2 separate regions of the Gossypium hirsutum genome follow, and region 2 is linked to region 1. The links are chromatin contacts, called in public Hi-C maps. All regions are on one chromosome and are shown on one strand. The core of a region is the stretch at or near the end of the contact, and the rest is flanking DNA. Distances in the headings are between cores, read along the strand shown.

The links. Hi-C and Micro-C count contacts between places; a contact is called where the count stands out from the background.
Region 2: a Hi-C map of leaf shows a contact between it and region 1, with 4 times the contacts expected there. The contact joins the promoter of LOC107952705 here to the promoter of LOC107952895 in region 1. A contact is called at or near these places in 17 of 34 Hi-C or Micro-C datasets (anther, callus, cotyledon and 5 more).

The regions. Positions count from the first base shown.
Region 1 is chrA07:35,373,450-35,378,566 of Gossypium_hirsutum_v2.1, forward strand. LOC107952895 (transketolase, chloroplastic) reads right to left here and starts at 2,587. Exons shown (of 7, transcript XM_016888097.2): 1 at 1,680-2,587; 2 at 1,484-1,574; 3 at 1,275-1,380; 4 at 909-1,191; 5 at 471-619; 6 at 231-384; 7 at 1-91. The coding sequence starts at 2,174.
Region 2 is chrA07:35,580,240-35,585,511 of Gossypium_hirsutum_v2.1, forward strand. It overlaps LOC107952705 (Golgi SNAP receptor complex member 1-2), which reads left to right and starts at 3,734. Exons shown (of 6, transcript XM_016887861.2): 1 at 3,734-4,125; 2 at 4,414-4,601. The coding sequence starts at 3,993. It overlaps LOC121231897 (a long non-coding RNA gene), which reads left to right. Exons shown (of 2, transcript XR_005930048.1): 2 at 1-282.

The sequences.
Region 1 (5,117 bases), core at 1,337-3,836:
CAAGAAGGCCAGGGAGTACTTTTACAAGGGCATTGAGATTTTGTTGAGAGAGATTTCTGGTAGCATCAGCTGGGCTCTCTGGAGTGTATGTCTGGAAAGTGCACAAAAAACAGGGCTCAAAATATAGACTTACATTCCACTTTAATCAGACTGTATTAGTCCCATGAAAGAGAACAACTAAGAATTAAGGTGTCAAAACATATTTAGCAAGGACAATAAAGGTTGCTCACTGGAAGTGCCTTCTCCCAACCAGCTGGTAGTTCACCAGTGATGATTGCCTTGAGCTCAGCAGCTTCCTCTTTATACTTCTGCTCATATTCAGCGAACTTGGCATTCCATTCACCTTCAAGAGCAGCACCCTGAGGGGTATGGCAACTCCAGTGACTGCAGAAAATGGAAAGAAAGTTTTGAACACTAAACCAAAAAGCATAATCAGATGCATATACAGAAACCCCAAGAGATCTCCTTACGCTTTAACATCTTCTGGTACATGGAAAGGCTCATATGGCCATCCAAGGTTTTTCCTAGTAGCATCAACTTCCTTGGCACCCAGTGCACTCCCATGTACACTATATGAGTTTGCCTTGTTAGGAGACCCATAACCAATGGTGGTTGTCACCTGAAAGGAAAAAAAGGAATTTAATAAACATGACAGTTTGAACCACACAGTAGAGAGATAATAAGGTTGAATAAGTAATTAAGTAGAGAGATGCAAGCTTTTTCAGTTTTCAATTAAGGCATTCTAATATGATGCAGGCCTTTTCAACGAAAGGTTTAGTAGAGAAGTCAGTTTACCTAAGAAATATGGAACTTCAAATTATTCTAGATAAGATTCAAAAAAATGAACAATGCAAGCACATTAGTTCCAAATAGGATATAGGAATGTAAGCCTGTTGGAAACATCTGACCTTGATCAGAGTGGGCTTGTCTTTGACAGCCTTTGCTTCCTTGATTGCAGCGCGAATTTCATCATAGCCAGTGTTTCCATTCTTGACCCAGATAACATGCCACCCTAGCCCCTCAAAACGTGTTTCAACATTCTCAGTAAACGCAATTTCAGTGTCACCATCAATCGAAATGTGGTTGTCATCATAGAAAGCTATAAGCTTTCCAAGTCCCCAGTGTCCAGCAAGTGAACAAGCTTCATTTGAAATACCCTCCATTTGACAACCATCTCCCAAGATAACATATCTAGGAAAACAAAGGCTAATACATCAGTACGGATCAAGCATGCAGACGAAAGAAAAGAGGGACCTAGAAAGTAATCATCATACGTGTAGTGATCAACAATCTCATTGTCTGGCTTGTTGAATCTAGCAGCCAAGTGTTTCTCAGCAAGAGCCAATCCAACAGCATTTGCAATACCCTGACCAAGAGGCCCTGGGGAAAAAAAAAGCCACATTTAAATACATATATTTGCTTTATGTTTAGTATGATATTATCAAAAAAATTACGATCACTTCAGCAGAGGAGTCTTACTAACCAGTTGTGACTTCAACTCCTGGTGTTTCAAAGTTCTCGGGATGTCCAGGGGTTCTGCTTCCCCACTGACGGAAACTCTTCAAATCTTCTTCCTAAAGGATAATCCATGATTATGAATTTTGATCATTTCCCAAAAAACCAAAGCTCTCAAAATAGAAATTACTTAAAAGGAAAGAGAGAATATGAAAGAAGCTTGCCAGGACACTGTCGTAACCAGCGAGGTGAAGCAGAGCATACTGCAACATACAACCATGACCAGCGGACAGAATGAAACGGTCACGGTTGAACCAGTAAGGGTTCTTGGGGTTATACCTCATGACTTCATCGTACAAAATGTGACCCATGGGAGCACAGCCCATGGGCAACCCAGGATGACCTGAATTCGCCTTCTCGACCGCATCAATAGACAAGAATCTGATGGTGTTGACGGATTTCTCGACCAAGGAAGTCTCGGCGGCGGTGCCAATTGTTTCGACGGCAGCAGCACGGACCTGGCGCTTGTGGTTGGAGCGGGAGGGAAGGCGTCGACGGGAAGAGGAAGCGCGAGGGATAGAAGATTTGAGGCCAGAGAAACCGGGAAAAGAGAGAGTGGAGAGGGAGGGGCGGTGGTCGGAGGATTGGGCGGAGGCATGGGAAGAGATAGCGCGAGAGAGGAGGGCTTGAGATAGGTTGACAGATGAAGTAGAGGCCATTGTTGATTGAGAGGGTGAGGATAGTGAAGGGACCCCTCTTTGTTTGATAAATGTAGAGTTAGGCAAAGTATAATAGCCACCAACTCTCTTTGATCTTCTCGTCTACACAAAGGGACAAATAGTGTGAGCTGACCGTTAGATTCCAACATCCCTTATATCTCCACCATTGCTTGTGGGTAACGATTTCAGATCGCTCTCTCTGCCTTTCATTCTTTTTTCTTTTTTTACTAAAAGATATTCTGGAGAAATAAATTCTTAAACTTTAGGCCACTGATGGAAAATTTTGCACTCCTTGCTGCATTATTCATGCAATCAAATCCACATGTGCAGTTACGCATGCCAAGTAAACACAGACGGGAACTTCATCTAAAACAGCTCTGTATGTTGTAGAAATTCCATAAATGCAAAGGTACAAATATAAACAATAACAATATATCTATAAGTAATGTTTTTTTAACCGGATCGATGGTCGAACTAGTCAAGCCACTAATTTATTTGTCTGATTAAAATATTATTAAAAAGATTAAAAATTTTGGTTCAATCGTCAGTTTAACCGATTCAAATCCATCGGATTTTTAATCGATTCAACTGGTTCGTATTAATTCCTAATCTAATTGGTTCAAAATCATTTTTCAAACCGATTGGTTCGGTCTGATTCAAATAACATTATCTATAAGGTTATTATTTTTTAACTTTGATATTGTGATTTTTTTTGTCATTTATCCATATAGGTTTTTTTCCAAAAGTTATTCTTAAATATATTTTTAGGGTATCTTGATATTACAAATGTCGAGTTTGGTTGTAAGTGTCGAATAGCATGAGCAAAATTTGTCACATTCGATCTAGTAGATTCAGGTTAGTGGACCAGGTGTCCAAATTGGATCTCAAAACTAATTTCAAAAATTGTGGTCTAAGATTAGGTTCGGTAATTTGGGATTAAGTGATCAGAAATAATTTTTCCTTAAAACAGTTTTCAAAAATAAGTTTGGATTTAAGAATAATTAAGAAAAAAAAATTTAATTAAAAGAGGGTTAATTTGTAAAAAATGTCAAATTTAAGAGTTGCCCAAAAAAAATTATACCAAAGATTTGAAAATCAGTTTTGTTCCCATGACTATAAAACCAACTCACCTTTTTCTTCCGTCATTCTCTCCATTTTAAAAATTTGCCAAACAAAAATCTGCACATTTTCTCTCCAAAACAACTAACCTCCTTGATTTTCTCTTCTGCCAAAAACAAAATTTCCTCTCAATTTTCGAGAAAACTCTCAAAATCTTCACCAATTCTCTCATTCTTTTCTAGTTCATTTTTCTTTTCCAATCAAGGTGAGATTCTGTTTCTTGACTATACTTCCATGCATGTTGCTTTTTCAAATCAAGATTTGATCATTTAAAATGAGATTTCTATGGATCTAAAGATTTAAGTCGAAATTGAGATCTAAAATGGTGAAATTAGTATTTCCAAGCTAAACTTTAATTTCTAAATGATTTCCATCTTATTTTGATATGATTAAGAGATTTATAATCTTATTTTAGCAAATCGTTACGAGATTTTAAAGATTTGATGGTTTTCCCTCTTAAATGTTCATATGTGATGATTTTCCAGAAAACTTAATCTGAGATTTTAAGTGTTCTAAGTGGTTAGGATCTATTCTAAAATGATTATGAAGATTATTAGAATCAGGTTTAAGCAATGGGAACAAGTATTGATCAAGATATCTAAGATTTCAATAAATTTAGTTAAATTTTCGGCTTATGAGAAGGTAGTCTGGACCTGCATTTTTGTTAAGTTTTTGATGTGTTTGTGGTTGTTAATGATCATATTGTGTTATGTTTAATGTGTTTGTAAAGTTTCAAATCCAACAGAGCCCTCTACGAGTAAGGCGAAGCTTGTTTAAGCTTTCGACGAGCAAATGAAAGTTGATTCAGTAAGTGTTTTGGAGCCATTGCTTGTTCGCATGATTCATTGAGTTAATCCGAAGCTTAGGTTAGCCTAAACACCTATCCTAAGTTTCGAGTGTAAGTTTTTTATACCTTTGCCTCTGTAACACCCCAACCCAACCCATTTGTCGGATCCGAGTACGGAGGGTCACAAATGGACCTATACTTAATTTACTAACTTAACTGTTATAAAGTAGACTAACACAAATAATCTAGTAATAAAATAATAATACTTCTTATAGTAAAAGCCTCGAGTTTACTCAAAACTTGGTTTCTTGAGGTTTCTGCGCCTATACAGATCATTGGTTTACAAAATAATTCCTTAGATTTGGCTAAGGGCTAATTGATTCGTATTCTAGACCCTAAGGATGTCATTTGGTTACACCATAATAAATCTAGAGGTGAAGCCTCCATCTGTACTCCCTTTCCTGTGTGCATAACTTGATCCATTGGCGATCCTTGATCTCTATTCCATCTGGCTTGGTCCCTCCTCTGAGTCCTTGATCAACTTTGCAAATCCTACGAACATATGCCAACCACTTGTAAGTTCAAATGAACTTAGTGAGTTCCTTCGTTGTACCAGAAATTAACCCTATCGTATGAAGGTAGCAAATGTAAAATAAACTAAACATAAATTAAACCATTGCTTGTTCAAGGCGGATGTTCTTTATCAATGTGGTGACTCCACCCGATCCTTCGAGCTACTCGGCTCACTATGAGACCTTCCTCTGGTCAAACTCTTCTCTTGACCATAATCCAGGTACCTCGCCATATTGGTGGGTCCTATCCTTACTTATTGTTTTTTCCTTTCTTGTTTACACCCCACATATAGAGTGTTTGAAAACCTATATGGTAACTATCCTAACTTTCCGCCTAAGGATGCTTAGGACGTACATTTCCTTGGCGGACCTCTATAATCGGACCAAATTTTTTTTGTAACACCCCTTACCTGTGTTCGACCGGAACAGAGTACGAGGCATTATTGGACTTAAACACAAGCATAC
Region 2 (5,272 bases), core at 2,484-4,983, 210 kb after region 1:
GTTCGAAGTTACCATCTTTCTTCTTCGATTCTACAATGTTCACCTTTTGACTTTCCGATTCTGTCACAGGCGAGTCTCTGTTCGCTTCAACCGTAGACTCAGAAGTTTTGAATTTACAACTGTTCGCCTCAACCGTAGACTCATAAGTTTTGAATTTACAAATGTTGTCAACGTGCCCATACCTTCCACAATGAAAACATATTGTAGAGAGGGATTTGTATTATACATGTTGTTTCCGAATATTAATCAATATTTGGGATACCAATGGTTTTTCTAAGTTGACATACACCGCCATCCTAGAAAATTTACCATTCGCGTTACTATCGGTGTTCATGTCTAACTTGACCACTTTACCCACCAGTTCTCTGATTTCTGTAATGATTTTGTGATTGTACAGATAACTGGGTAGTGCAGGGAACTTAATCCATGCCATCACTACACTTGGGTACGCCTGTGTAGAATCGAAAGCCATCGTCCATGGTTGAACAGTGAAATATTGGCCAAAGATAGTCCACGGACCTTCAGAGAGTACCTTTTCATAGTCCAGCTTATTTTGGAATTTGACTAAAAAATAGCCATTCTCAATATCCATCATATGGATAGTTGCTATGGGTCTCCACATGCTATAAATTTTGTTCTGCAAAATCGAAAAACCAATGTTACGGCCTAAGAGTTTTAAGATCACGGTGTTATCCATACCCTGAAGGAGGATTTGATGAATCCGATCTGAAAACATAATGGACGACATCCCATTCACCATAGATCTCTGAATGTCCCCTTCCAAAATATCAATAGCTTCCTTTTCTTCCGAACCATTGAAGCCTTTCTTTGAGGAATGGCCGACCAGCCTTTCTTTCCAAGAAGTAGGCAGATCAGAGGACAACTCGATCACCATGTCATTGCTCGTCTCTTCCTCTTTGTCTCTAAATCTAACCTTCTTGGGAATCATCTCCTCTAAGATGGAATTTCCATGATCAGTATTTTCACAGAGATAATTCGTTATTTTTTGCCCAGCTAATACTTCACATTTAAAATTATAAAAATTACAATAAAAAAGTCTAATTTTTCCGTATTTAATTTTAAGAAATATACCAAATAAATTTTATAACTTAAATTTGTATTTACTTTTTCATACTTAATTTTTAACACTTAAGTCTTTTTAGTTTATCAAACAACACCATAATTGGAGCTCAAGTTCACTGGATACTAACTCAATCGAAGCATGATTGAAAACTATTCTTTTACAAAATAATAAAATATTAATTTATATATTTTTTATATAAAATCTATAAAATGCTTATACATAGCAAGAATTGAACTTAAAAACTAAAATTTATAGCTCTAACTAGAGCCTCATTTGAATTTTATATATTTTTATGTACCTTTTTCACACATGTCATGAGTGCGCCACAATTTAGTGTATATATATAAACTTTAATTCGCGATATATGTATATTGAAAGGTAAATTTATTAATTCATTCAATGAATGGAATCATACAATTTAAGGAAAAAAATAACAAACACTCGTCGTAGATGAGGAATAACAAACTCTATCAACATAGAACATTTTGACACATTGACAATTGGTTTTGCCACAACTCAAGCATGACATATCTGGAGTGATTGCAAGCACTTAACACGATAACGAAATCAGCCTCGAATGGTCCAAAGCAGTGAGCAAAAATCGACAAAAGAATCGAGTATTACCAAAGTATAGAGGACAACAACAAAACCATCCTAAAAATCACTTGTAAAACTAAGATTACATGCATAAGCAAGACTAAAAATCGTGCTATAAGAGCAGACAAAAATTTCTAAAACTGAAGACTTATTAAATAATGGAAAAGCAAACAAAAAAAAACATATAAAACTTAAGACAACACAAGTCTAAATCGACTCGTGAAATCATTTATTATTCTGAAATATTCTCAAAACAGAACCAAATTAAGAAACTGACGAAGAGCCACCCACTTTGTAAAAAAACTATTGGTGGCCGGTGGAGTTTTAGCGAACGACAAGCATTGTCATCTATCCATCATAACTTGTGAAGACAATAAAGATACACACAAAATAGATTTGCAAACTGAAAAAGAGAGAATACATGTGGAGTGAACGAGAAAAATAAAGAAAGAAAGAATTGGTGGGAGGGGAAAAATAGCGGGCGATAGCCAATCCGGAGGCTGGCACCGTCGTTGAGCAAAACAAAAAATAAGAAACAAATGGCTTGTTCATTCGTTATATATATATGTTAACATAGATATTTTTACTTTCAATCGTTAAAAATATATTAATCTATGTACTCTTTTAGATCGATATGGTACATATATCAAATCGATTCAAAAATTTACATGCATGACAAATACAATTATATTGATAATATAGAGAGAGAGAGAGAGAGAGAAAAGTGCACTAGACATCCCCAAACTATGACCCTCATTCTAAATTGACCCCTAAACTTAAAAATATTGTAATTACATCCCTAAACTATTGATATTATATCAATCATGTCCTTTAATTATTGAAACCATTAATTCAATAGTTAAATTACATGTCAAATGTTACGTGACATAATTTAAAATGAAAAATTTAAAGAAAGAAAAATGTTACCACATAAATTTTAAAAGTAAAAACTAAAAATAAAGTAAATTGAAAAAAGAAACAGCAGGTGATAAAACTTTTGTAAAAGCTTCGAAAACCTCAAAATCAATATTCTTACGACATCCCTTTTTACAATATTCATTTTTTTTAAACTTTTCATTTTAAACTATGCCACATAAGATTTGACATCTCATTAACGATTAAATTAATGGTTTTAGAAATGGAAGAACCTTATTGATATAACTTTAATAGTTCAAAATGTAATTAGAGTTTTTTAAAATTTAGGGACTAATTTAAAATAAAGTTATAGTTTGAGATGAATGGTGCAATTATCTATATATAGAGAGAGATTTTCTTTGCCATTTATAAGATTAATAATTGAGTTTTATATGAGATTCTTTTTATAATATTTTAATTACAGAAACTATTAATCTATATTATTATTTAAGTGTTTTATTGAGTTGGTGTCACATTTAACTGAGACAACTCAATTGTTAAATTATGTAAATACTTTTACATAATGAAAATAAGTTATATTATTTGAGAGTCCTTTAGTCTTTTTCATTTAAAAAAAAACTAAAATAATGCATTTATTGAGATTTGAACCTAAGTCAATTGTATGAGTAAAATTTTTAATTACCACTTAGCCAAAGCTTTATCTTAATACCTTTGTACATTTTAATTTTAATTATGCACACTTTATTACTTCTGTCAATTGTATATTTTAATAATGTATTTAATTGAGTTAGTGTCACAAGTTAACTCAACACTGGCTCAAGATTAATAATAACACAATGATAAACAATTAAATCTATTTTTAAATTTTAATATCATATATATTGAATGTGTAATTATTAGTAATTACTTTTAAGCCATGTGCTTCCTTTATTTTATGTTATTTTTAAATACAAATTTGTGGTTTGCACACGCATTTCTAACATAATGAATAATATAATTTATATTAATTTCATAAAATAAAATATATTATTTAATAAATTTAAAAAATTAATATTTAATATTTTATTTGACATTAGAAACTAATAGATATAGATGAGTAATTGGGCCTTCAAGAGAGTTTATTTTGGTAGAATGGAACCATAGTTTGATTCTCTTTTGGGCCCATGCTTAGGTTCAAGGGTCCAGATGCAAAATAATAAACCACGAATAACCAGAGAAGAGAGGATCATCGAAACTCTGAGAAACAGAAAATCAAAATTGAACGATCATCGAAAATAAAGAAAGCAAGTAAGCTTCCAACACTCAGCAGCATTTTTGAATTCTGTAATTGGATGAGGGTTACTAACCTGAAATAACTCAACCAATCTCCATCGTTGGATCCACATAAGAAACGAAACTAGAGCCAGGGATCCGAATTTCAAACACCAAGATCTAAATGACGGATCCAAATCTGGATCTGCAAGAATCGGGTTGGGAGGAACTCAGGAGAGAGGCTCGAAAGATCGAGGGTGATCTCGATGTCAAACTCTCTTCTTATGCTAAGCTCGGTGCTAGGTTCACCCAAGGAGGTTTGCTCTTTTACTGCTTCCTTTTTCATTTTATTATCTCTAGATTTTTGTTCCAAATGCTTCTTGTTTTGTGTTATATGGTTGCATTTTGATTTTCTTTTGGTAGATTACAGTAATTATGAATAAATCTGTTAAAAAAACTGAACAAACTCCAATGGCTGAATAGATTGGATCTTTAATACCAAAGAGCATATATTTTATTCCTTGTATTTAAATCGCCTTTGAAATCTGGTTAGATTCATTTTTCCCCTTTGTGATGATATATGTATTCACATTGAGCTTATCTAGATACTGGGTCGCCAACCGTTGGGTCAAGTAGATCATGGAAGTCTATGGAAATGGAAATTCAGTCATTGCTCGAGAAACTGCTGGACATAAATGATGCCATGAGCAGATGTGCTGCGTCTGCTGCTTCAACTACTTCAGTAACCCAGAAGCTTGCAAGGCATAGAGACATACTACATGAGTTTACTCAGGTTTATTTGTTGTCTACTCTGTAATTTTTATCTAGACTTGTTATTAGAACTCAGGTTTCCATGTTTAATTACCGGGTGCTATAAGCTTCAATGAAATATTAACATTTCCTGATATTTTGTCCTACATCACTGCTAGATATTAAATTATGTGTAGTGTATAGTCTTGCAACTTCTAATTATTGCTGTTGTTTTTGTATTCTTTTACCACTGCAATTGGAAAAACTCTCTTCCAACCTCTAAGTCATTGTCACCATTATGTTTGTGAGCCATGGTTCAAACTGATAATATACCAAATCATGACACCATCAAGGCATGCTTATAAACATGTTTGATTGGTTGTTTTGGCAATTCTTACTGGGATATCTGTACCTCTATTTGAAATAAAATATAATTCAGTTATTCTATTTATTAATTGTAATTAGTTCATGGTTCATGATTGTTACATGCCTGACAATCAGTTCAGTGGGATAAGAAATACAGTACAAGCAGCAAGTTAGCATTCTGTGTAAATTTGTTTATGGCAACATGAGTATAATTATACTATTGTTTTATTGTTGCTTTTCATTTTTGCAAAATGCTATATGAGTCAAGTTCTCAAAAGATTTTTGGTCCATGGTTTTTTTTTTTGTTGATAATTGATGGACTCGTTCCGGCAACTTCATATAGTTCCC